Regions from separate parts of the Mus musculus genome. Here region 1 is linked to region 2. A link is a contact called in public HiChIP or PLAC-seq data. All regions are on one chromosome and are shown on one strand. The core of a region is the stretch at or near the end of the contact, and the rest is flanking DNA. Distances in the headings are between cores, read along the strand shown.

Region 1 (5,521 bases), core at 1,003-3,502, 2.2 Mb before region 2:
CTCACAACTCTCTGTGACTCCAAGATCTGACACTCTTACCCAGACATACTTGCAAGCAAAATACCAATGCACGGGGCTGGTGAGATGGCTCAGTGGGTAAGAGCACCCGACTGCTCTTCCGAAGGTCCGGAGTTCAAATCCCAGCAACCACATGGTGGCTCACAACCATCTGTAACAAGATCTGACGCCCTCTTCTGGAGTGTCTGAAGACAGCTACAGTGTACTTACATATAATAAATAAATAAATCTTTAAAAAAAAATACCAATGCACATAAAAAATAAAAATAAATAATGATTTAAAAAAGGAAGGGAACAGGAGATGGGAATATAGGAGGTCAGCTTCAGACTTTGGCATCACCCAATAAATATTCTGAAGGAATCATTTACAGTCAATCACTGATCTGTGAGTCTACAACTTTATTCCAAGGCTATGCGAGCTTCTCACTAAGCCCACCAGGGCCTTCCCTAACCACAGACTATCCCCCTAGGAATGGCACACATCCTCCAAGCCCTCTTCCCCCATGGGAAGGGGCATACAAACTTCTGGGTTAGCGATTGATTCTACTTTGTGACGACCTCCATGCACATGATACATTTGGGCATGTTTTCCACTATTTCATTCATCCGTGATCAAGTCATTCCGGAGAATCTTGGACCTTTCCCACCCACACAGTCAAATGTTAGCTAAAGGTGCTTAATGTTTAAATGGTAATCGCAAATACAATCTCTTCCTCTTACCATGTGCACAAGACAGCTGGATAACTGTCTCGCCAACCTTCTGTTTCTTGAACAGCTTAAGTTAACATTGGCCTCGGGACCTGTGGGTGCTTTCCCTCTGATCTTAGCTTACAAGCTACTTCTGCCGAGAGCCCAGCCTGGACCTTATCACTTGAAGGAGCCCCTCCAACGCAAAGGTTATATTGTTTTGGTATTGCTTTGCTTTGGAGATAGGCTCTCAAGTAGCTGGAAGTTGACAGTAGCAGAGGATGCCCTTGAACTTCTAATGGTCCTGCCTTCAGCTCCCAAAGGCTGGGGTTATCAGCATGTGGTCATGTACAACCGCACCTCCTGGGTTTATGCACTGCTGGGAACGGAACCCAGGGATTCACCTATGCTTGCCTGGCACTCTATCAAATTGGCCACACCCCAGCATGGTTTTATTTGCTCCATGGTCCCAATCGCCCTGGAATGATTTACCCCTGTGTTTACTCTCCTTGTAAATGACTTGCACTTTTCTACTGGAAAGAGCTCAGTCCACAGAGAGCCCGAAGAGTGACTGAATTAGAGGGAGGGGAATCTCACACAATCACAACACTATCACCACTCCGGGGAAACTTCAGGTATGCATCTGCCCGCCTTTGGTTGTTCACTGTGATCTTGAGAGGAACTGTAACATTTTTTTTAGCTTGAAGACTCAACGGCTCTTTCCCATGATGAGGAAACATACCCACTGGGGGCGGGGGGGGGGGGGGAGCCATTGGGAAATGTCTTGAAGCAAGTGGAAGGGGAGGGAGAGAGCGCGCGCGGGGGGCGGGGGGGAGCGAGCAAGTGAGCACGGGCACGTAAGTGTCTGCTTTTCCAATGATTCAGACCAGCCCGGTTTGATCCAGGCAACCAGATGGCCAGAGGTGAATGGACCCGCCTTCCCTGCCTTGTCCTGGCTCCAGGCTTCCGTCCCAGGTAAACATACAAAGCAAAAAGAGGCCTAATTAAATAAAATAAGCTGAGCGTTCAGAAGAGAACCAGGTAGGAAGTGCGGGCGCGGGGGAGGGAATGGCAGCAGCCACGGAACTCGGACCCTGAATCTCCGCACGTGCTGGAGCATCCGATGCACCGGGACTCTGCGTCTTTCCAGCCACGTGGGTCCCCGCTTCTCATCCCAGGCCACTCTGCCCAAAGCTCAAGTCTGCAGCGAGGCCTTTGCTGAGCCTCTGGTTTCCCCCACCACCACCCCGCGTCCCAGCGCTGGCCCAGGCGGCCTCTTTGCGGCATCCTAGGGCACTCACAATAGCCAGACAGGGCAGCAGGCAGCTGGAATCAGAGCTGCAGCCCCTCGCGCCCGCACCTGCGCCTACAACCCGGCCGTTTGTGCACGCGCGGCTCCGGCGCCCGGCCCAGTCCGGCATCCCCACGCGAGGGATGCTCAGGTCCCCGCAACATACCGTAGGCGCCCAGCTGTGACCGCGTTGCCAGTGTGAGGCCTCAGTACTGCCAGGAACAGGAGCCGCATGTCGTCGCTACCGCCAAGAACTGGGCCACCAGGCCCGGGCGGAGGGGTAGGGGTGGATTCGGTCCCGCCTGCTGTTCCAAGGCGGAGCCCGCAGGTTCAGGGGTAGGGAGGGGAGGGGAGGAGGGAGGGAAGGCAGGGAGGGCAGGGGAGGGGACACGAAGGGAAGGGAAGGGAGAAGGGAGATCTGGGGGCCCCGAGGGGACCTGAGGAGACTAGCGGGTGGGGGTGGGGGTGGGGGTCACGAGACCAGGTGTCAGACAGCCACGAGCTCAGAAAGATGGGAGGTGGGGGGAGGTTGTCCACTCTTCAGGCACCAAGAACATAGGTTGTCCTGTGACTTCCCCTCGTAAAGATCATGAGTTGGGCTCCTACATGCAACATAGTGGCTGATACAGAGACTGCTCCCCCAGAGACTAGGACCAGGTGAGGTGTAGGTACAAGACCACATGTGGAGAGGGGACTTGAGCTTCACTTTGCATTGAGAGGACCCTAGACCCTAAGGATGCCCTGGACTCTATGTATGTAGGCAGTCCGTCCTTTTGTAGACTCTGGCTTCCCCAAACTAAGTTCTGTGAACTTCCAGAGAAAGAGTATGGAGAACCAAAATAGAGAAGGCTGTTATGGAGCTGGCTGGGTTCAGGGATGTAGGTTTGCAATTCCAGGAATACAGAGACTGAGGCAGGAGGATTGCTGTAAGTTGAAGACCAGCCACAAGATTCTGAGGAAAGGAGGGGAAGTGGGGGGGGGGGGGCACCCAGCAGCCCTGGATTTCTTGCTTGCTAGACTCTTCTTCCAAGCGTTAAGCCACATCCACATCCGCAGCCTCAGGCAGTTTTTGAGGAGTGTGGTGTAAGGCTAGGAAGTCAGGTTTGTGCAGAGCCCAGGGCTCAGAGCCTCCTGCACTAAATACACCTGAGCAGGAAGGGTGGGAAGAGACAGTCTTGTGACAGCGTGACATTTGGGTGAATTCATGGCGTTTTACAAAGACATGTGCATTATTTAAAGCCCATCAATATTATAGAACCAATATTCTAAGCATAGCCCCGGAAATTAATCTCTTCCCATCCCTGAAAACTCCCTAACAACTTCAAAGAAGAAAGAGTAGGTGCCTGGGTCCCTTGAGTAGCCTTCTCCCAGTCCAGCTTCGTAACACACTGGTCTCTGATTGTCAATGGACAAAGCCTGCCTCTGCAGGGGAACACTGGACCCACTCTCCTACCTATTCACAGGGGGGAAGCAAGGGAAGGTTGGTTGGTTTGTTTGATTGTTTGATTGTTTTTTTTTAATCATATAATTACCTGATTCTTCCTTCTCTCCACAGAAAAGACTAATAGGACTTGCTCTTTTCTTTTCTTTTCTTTTCTTTTCTTTTCTTTTCTTTTCTTTTCTTTTCTTTTCTTTTCTTTTCTTTTCTTCCTTCCTTTCTTTCTTTCTTTCTTTCTTTCTTTCTTTCTTTCTTTCTTTCTTTCAAGTTTTATTTTTGAGTGTGTGCATGCGCGCGTGCATGTGCATCTGTTTAGGTGCCTGTGGAGGCTAGAAGAGGTTATTGGATCCTATAGAGCTGGAGTTACGAGTGGTTGTGAGCTGTCTGATGTGGTTCTGGGATTCAAACCCACATCCTCAGTAGGAACGGCTCCCTTCTGCTCCAGCCCCCCAGAATTTATTTTTGAATCTGGAGATGTCTTCCAGGCGTCTTTTGACTGCCATAGCTCAACCCATCACATTCACATTCCGGAAGGAAGGAGAGAAGGAAGGAAAAATGATGCCCTCAGAGTAGCACATCTCATTTTTCAGGCATACTTCTGGAAATTCACCGGGACCCTTGATGGTGTTCTTTTAATGACGACGTGAGTGCTTTGAGGTTGCAAGGAAGCTGGCCAAAAGATGAGTGTGTGGTGCACACTGTCACCCTCGGCAAAGCTTGTTTATCAGAAAAATGGGAGGGGAGGTCTGAGGTCACCTCTGCGATCTAATCTGTCTACAGAGGAACAAAAGAAAATGTATAATGATCTCTGTTGGTGCAAGCTACGTATGGTGACACACACTTATAAACCCACCTGCTGGTCAAGACACTAAAGCAGGAGAGTAGAAAGTTCAAGGCCAGCATAGGTAACTTGCTGAAACTCTTGTCATTTTGAGTTTAGTTTGGTTTGGTTGAGACAGGGTATCACTATGTAGGACTTCTGTCTTGGAACTCACTCTGTAGACCACCAGGCTGGCCTCAAACTCAGAGATCTGCCTGCCTCTGCCTCTCCAGTGCTGGGATTAAAGGCATGGGTTTTTGTTTTGTTTTGTTGTTTTGGTTGGTTGGTCTGATTGGTTGGTTTGATTTTGGTCTTTTGAGAAACAAGGTTTTGGCCATCCTGGAACTCAACTCTGTAAACCAGAGTCAGCGATCCAACAACCTCTACCTCTTGAGTGCTGGAATTAAAGGTGTTCGCCAGCACCATCCCACCCCTATCCAAGGTATGTTTTAAAAGTAGGATTGAAGCTGGTATAAGGGTGCATGCCTTTAGTCCTGGCATTTTGGAGGCAGAGGCAGTGAGAACTCTTGAGTATGAGGCCAGTCTAGTCTACAAAGTGAGTTCTAGGCCAACCAGGAATCCATAGGAAGAGTCTGTCTCAGAAATCAAACCAAAATACACAAAACAAAAACCTATGTCCTTTCTACCCCTAGGCAGCAGAGAGGCATTCTTTGGGTTCTAGAGAATAAATCTTAAGAGTCAGAGTGCACTTGGAAGGCAGAGGCAGGCAGATTTCTGAGTTTGAGGCCAGCCTGGTCTACAGAGTGAGTTCCAGGACAGCCAGGACTACACAGAGAAACCCTGTCTCGGAAAACAAAACAAAACAAAACAAAAAGTCAGAATGTCATCTGGACATGCCCTCTGGACATTCTAGGACAGTGGTTCTCAACTTTGTTAATGCTCTGACACTTCAAGACAGTTCATGTTCTGATAACTCCCCAATGGTAAAATTATTTTCTTTTTCTTTTTTTTTTAAGATTTATTTATTATTATATGTAAGTACACTGTAGCTGACTTCAGATATACCTGAAGAGGGCATCAGATTCCATTACAGATGGTTGTGAGCCACCATGTGGTTGCTGGGATTTGAACTCAGAACCTTCAAGTGAAAAGTCATTGCTCTTTAACCGCTGAGCCCAGCCCTAAAATTATTTTCATTGCTATTTCATAACTGTAATTTTGCTAGTTATGATTTTCATAATGTACATATCTTCTATGCAGGCTATCTGATATGTGACCCCTATGGGGTAACGTGACCCACAGGTTG
Region 2 (5,807 bases), core at 3,260-5,759:
GATTTCTGTGAGCAACTGCACTCATGGGCATAACCACACACAGCCATATGAATACATGTAATTAGAAACAAAAATACTGCCGAGCGTGGTGGCGCACGCCTTTAATCCCAGCACTCGGGAGGCAGACGCAGGCGAATTTCTGAGTTCGAGGCCAGCCTGATCTACAGAGTGAGTTTCAGGACAGCCAGGGCTACATAGAGAAACCCTGTCTCGAATAACAAAAACAAACAAACAAACGAAAAAAAGAAAGAAACAAAAATACTCCAGGTGGCTTCGGTAGCGCAGTGTGTGCCTTTGATCCTAGCACTCAGGAGGCAGATCTCTAAGTCCAAGGCTAGCCTGGTCTACAGAGCGAGTTTCGGGACAGCCAGGAACACACAGACAATCAAGACAAAACAAAACAAACAAAAACCCTTCTACATTCAATTGTCTGTATTCAACCCCTGCCACTCTATGCGACCTCAGACATTATTGACTTATGAGCCTCAGATTCCCCCTCTGTAAGAAGCTGACAGTGCTTATCCTGGGGTCATTGTCAGGACCTAGGGAGTGCCCAGAACAGTTCCCTGCAGAGTATAGGCACCCAAAGGCATCTGTCATTGATGTCACCCCCTCCATTTGCATGAAGATTACACATGGTACCCTGGTGACAGGTACTAAGCCCATCCATATACAGCCAGACAGCAAGGGAGTTAATATGCAGTAGTGTGCAGTGCTTTAATTGAGGCAGGCGTAGGGCAGCACAAGGCTGGGGCAGTTCTACTGGTGAGACAGCTTTACGCACCTGTGGGAACCAACACTAGCCAAACAGGCCCCACGGCTCCTCTCCCTCCCTGGGGCTTAGTCACCTGGGTCCTTGCAAATGGCCAGCTCTGGATGCAAAAGGTTTCCCAAGCTGCTGGGACTGGCTAGATGTTAGAAATCTTGTCTGGACACAAAAGTGGATTTAGGCTGAGCCTAGTGGCTCAGGTCTGTAATCCCAGCAACTCAGGAAGCTGAGGCAGGAAGAAGAGCCAAACCCACCTGGTTTACAGAACAAGTTCCAAGACCCTGCCTGGCCAGCCACATCTTTAGTCCCAGGGCTCAGGAGGCAGAGGCAGGAGGACCTCTGTGAGTTCAAGGCCAACCTGATCTACAGAGTGAGTTACATAGAGAGATCCTGTCTTAAAAAGAATAGATAGATAGATAGATAGATAGATAGATAGATAGATAGATAGATAGATATACACACATATATATGTGTGTATATAGAGAGAGGGAGAGGGGTTGGAGTATGGCTCACTGATAGAGCCTTGTCTAGCATGTGGGAGACCCTGAGTTCAATCCCTAGGACTTTAAGAGAACAGGAGAGCACACAGCAGCAGCAGCACTGAGGGGTGTGGCCAGTCCCACAAACCTAGGGACCTGATTGATGGACACATGGATATCTCAGCACCTCCAGGACCTTGTGTGGAGACCTTTCCACTGCTGTGTCCTACCTCCACCACATCATGGGGTGAGCCAAGAATCCTCTCAGGGACTGCAGCCGGAGGCCCAGGTGACCACAGGCACATTTGGTTCCATGTGTTTTAACCCTCAACCAAGAGTCTAGACTATGTACTAGCATTTCAAAATCTTAGTTTTAAATGAAAAGGGGTTATGCGTGGTGCATGACTGCGATCCCAACACTCGAGAGTCTGAGGCAGGAGGATCATGAGTTCAAACTCAGCCAAGTGTGGTGGAGCACGTCTGATTTTAAATCCCAGCACTTGAGAGGCAGAGGCAAGTGGTTCTCTGAGAGCTTGAGGCCAGCCTGGTCTATATACTGAGATCAGGGTGAGCCATGATTATATAGTGAGACCCTGTCTCAAGGGGAAGAGAAAGGAGATAGGAGTCAGCCACTGTGTGTGTAAGCCGGGGTGTGTGTGTGTGTGTGTGTGTGTGTGTGTATCTGACTCTACACAAGAATGCGCAGCATCCATGAACCAGCAAGGCAGGAGGGAAGCCCTTATAAAAGCACATGGATACAGGGAGAAAGGACATAATACAGAGGAAAGACAGCGTTTGAAAGATGCTCAGACCTCAGGGCCAGGCAGGTGAGAAGGAAAGAGAAAGGAGGAAGGAAAAAAGGGAGGAGCCATGCAACCACCATCAGTGGCTGCCGCGTGAGAGGACTGCACAGATGGCAGGCACGCTCTGGCTTTCCATATCCAGCCCCTCCACTTTATTTTGTAGTCACTCTTCCTGAGACAAGCTCTCCTCCCTCTGGAGTCCAGGCTATCCTTGAACTCACAGCAATCCCTCTGTCTGAGCACCTGAGTGTGAGCCGCTATAGCTGGTAAGCCTCCCAACTTTCAAACACGACATAGTCAACACAGAGCTTCTGAAGAGAGCTACCCAGGACCACCCGATAGCCAGAGACTTGAAGGATGGAGATTAAGGGTAAGGGGTTACTCAATAAACCTCTAGCCAGTGACGGTATCCAGTGGTCAACTCTCAGGCCTACGCCTGCCTCCTAAGGCACACTAGGTCCTCTCACAATGCTCATTTTTATAGATGAGGAAACCAGAGCCTGAGGCGATTGGAGGACTTGTTGGATTGGATCACAAAGCTAGGAAGCTCAAGGCAGCCAGGTCCAAGCAGGGCGTCAGGTTACAGCTCCCTACAGTTGCTCTTATTAAGGAGAAAGCTCTGGCCCACTTCAAAGGGCTGCCCTCCGTGGGTGGGGTGAAGTGCCAGGTCTACCAAGCCCCACAGGAGCGCCAGATCAGGACTTCATCACTACTGGCAGAGGAAACAGATAATGTCCAGGCAGAAAATGGAGGGTGGAAAGTGGATGCAATCCCGACAATGATCCAGTTGGGTTAAGGTTCTTCTCCTATCTAACACCCACGAACTGACCAAGTAGAGCCTGCAAGCCCTGCAAGTGGCCAGGCAAGCATCTGTCTCCAGGTGAGAGGGATGGGAGGGAAGGTTCGGAGCCCTATTAGGGAAGAAAAAGAACCCTGTGGAAGCTCTACCTCCATCTCCTGGCTCTCCAGCAGCGGGGTGCAGGCGCATAAGCAACAAGGGACTGTGGACAGCCTGGAAGACCAGCAACACAAAAGACCTGCATTTGGAGATTACCCTCCAGCCAGCAAGGGGGTGCACCACGCATAGGGGGCGGGAGAAGGACAGCCAAGTGCTGCTGAGACACTAGGAAGAAGACTCAGAGGGCTGGTGCTCAGGGTGGGAAAAAGAAAAGATTCAGGAAGGATCCGGAGACAGATCCTGGGAGCCAAGACAGACATTGATGCCAACGGAGACAAGGGGATCCCTGCAATTAGAGGGGTAACGGAGGTGAAAATGAAGAAGACAATCAACCAACCAACTCGAACTGAAAACCCCAGGCAAACACCTGAGAAGGGGGGCAGAGCAGGTGGAGGGACTAAGCAAGCCCCATGGATCCCTGGGAACGGCATATGGACAAGAACCTCGCCTGCCAAGGGCCTCTGCCCCACCCATAATCACACAGACCAGGGTGGTGGCTGGAAGCAGGATCTGTTTAGAGCTGGGGTAAGAAAGGACTCTACCTTAATTAACTTTAAAGGAAGGAGGAGGAACGAACTCTGACCTTTTCAGGAACCTGAAATTTCAAGCTGGTCCCTAGCAAAAGGCAGATGGAGGGAGCCTGTCACATGAAACCCGTGAACTCAAAAAGAACTGCAGATAAGGCCCGAAGGAAGCCCCCAACGAATGGAAGTCAAGACCTCAGGAGACATTTCCCAAGCAGGCAAGCCTAGCAAAAGATCGGAGGAACCAGAGGGTGTCTGCCACTTCCAGAGGGTGACTCGCCTGCAGAAAGGGGGCCTCTACAGGCCAGGCGGTGATGCTTCCCAAAACAGTGAAGGAAACATCATCAGAAGACCAGCACCTCCTAGAGGAGGGCCCAGAGCCAGGGGGCTCCCCCAACCCAAAGACAGGGACACTAGCCATCCATCCATCAGAGGCCCACGGCAACATCTAGGAGAACCTCTCTAGAGGGGGACCCCCAAGGCAACGAGGATCCCCCAATCCCTGTGCCATTCATCAAGGTACCTAAGTAGGGAAAGGGAGGGACCTCCCTAGAGGGGTACCCCCAAAGCAGGGGGCTTCCCCGACTGTAAGACAGGAACACTGGTCGGATATCCATCCAACAGAGGCTTATCCCAACAGCTAGCAGGGACCTTCCTAGGGCGGTCCTCCCTGGAGGGAACAGCTTCCGGGAAGGCCCGTGACGGGGGGGGGTGCACTAGCCGCGTGCCCCGTACTCACCAAGCGCCAGGCCGCAGGCGGTACCCACGGCCGCCCGGAAGCGGTCCATCTGCGTGTCCTTCTTGCTGTCAGGCTCCCACATCACCTGGCACTCCATGATCTCCTCGCGCTCGAGCCGCGCCAGCTTGGACATGGTTGCGGAGCTGCGTGGCCGGGGCTGCCGGGCTTTGGCTGAGAGCGGAGAGCGCAAGGCGTGGAGCGGATCAGCGGTGCGCCGACGAACCACAGCGCGAGACTGAACCAGCGCCGGCGCGGCCTGTGGGACATCCGGCCTGGTCACACCCCCAGCAGCCTTCGCCACGCCTCCAGAAAGCCACGCCTCTTGAGACCACGCCCTCTTCTGTAACCCTCCGCCGCGCCGCGCCTGCAAAAGGTGCGCTTGCTGCCAAAAAGAGTGCCTCGCCTGCGCAGGCGCGATAAGCATGTTCCACGCCCTCACTTATTGCACAACTTACCGGGTGTTGCTCTGTTTACTTATTGCCCTCGTTCGTTCGTTCATTCATTCACTTATTCAAATTAAGTTGCTCCTCCAACACTCACTTTAGCTGCGGAGATGTCTTAAGCCTAAAACGCGTGCAGAAGACCTCTAAAATGCGTGTCCGTGTCGCGTGTGCTCACTCACAGGGATGCTGTAGCAGGGATACATGGGGTATATAATGTAACATAAGATACTGAGTGAGTGAGACCTCAAGTCTATCGTCAAGACTGAAAATAAAAGCGTTAAGCACAGGACATTCTGGGGCAAGCCTGAAACCCAGCACTTTAAAGACTAAGACAGGAGGATGACAGTAAGTTCCACTCCAGCATGGACCTCAAAGCAAAACCCTGTAATCGGAATACTTGGGAGGTAGAGGTGGGAGAGGCGTCTGGGCTTTAAGATTATTCTTGTAACAGAGTGAGTTCAAGACTAGCCGGGGCGCCGGGCGTGGTGGCGCACACCTTTCTTTAATCCCAGCACTTGGGAGGCAGAGGCAGGTGGATTTCTGAGTTCGAGGCCAGCAGAGAAACCCTGTCTCGAAAAACCAAAAAAAAAGAAAGAAAAGAAAAGAAAAGAAAAAGACTAGTCCGGGCAAACTTTAAAAAGCCATGTGTTAAAACTAAAAGAAAAGAGAGGGCTAGGGATGTGACTCCATGTTGCTCACAGTGGCTTGCAGGTGACAGAAGGGAGCTTTAGGAAATCTTGCAGGTTTCCGAACAAAGAGAGGAGTCAGTGTCCAGGGCCCCCCAAGCAAGAATACTGTGTCCTGTGGGGTGTGCACGTTCAACTAACTGAAAAGGCCCAGGTCTTTGAAAAGGCCCAGGTCTTTGGTACTATAGCCCTGGAGTAGCAAAGTCAGTGAACGAAACGGTAGCAGCTTAAGTTCGTCCTGGGGGAACATCAGAGATGCTGGCTTTGAATCTGGGGGAGAGCATCAGAAGGTTCCTACAGAGAGAACGCATGCTCAGATCCTACTATGATGAGAACCTTCTGGATGCTAATAGTCTTGTCAGTCCATTTGGTACTTTGCTGTCTACCCAGTGTCTAAAATAACTGA

What was found. HiChIP or PLAC-seq counts read pairs in DNA pulled down with a chosen protein or histone mark.
Region 1: an H3K4me3 HiChIP or PLAC-seq map of embryonic forebrain shows a contact between it and region 2, with 6 times the contacts expected there. The contact joins the promoter of Glt1d1 here to the promoter of Aacs in region 2. A contact is called at or near these places in 3 of 39 promoter capture datasets (embryonic stem cells, liver and pre-B cells), 1 of 484 Hi-C or Micro-C datasets (embryonic stem cells) and 1 of 115 datasets of contacts at active chromatin or transcription factors (embryonic forebrain).

What each region holds. Positions count from the first base shown.
Region 1 is chr5:127,628,993-127,634,513 of GRCm38.p6, reverse strand. It overlaps Glt1d1 (glycosyltransferase 1 domain containing 1), which reads right to left and starts at 2,252. Exons shown (of 12, transcript NM_177005.4): 1 at 2,163-2,252. The coding sequence starts at 2,230. It also overlaps a transcript of Slc15a4 not described here.
Region 2 is chr5:125,474,575-125,480,381 of GRCm38.p6, reverse strand. Aacs (acetoacetyl-CoA synthetase) reads right to left here and starts at 4,509. Exons shown (of 18, transcript NM_030210.2): 1 at 4,273-4,509. The coding sequence starts at 4,405.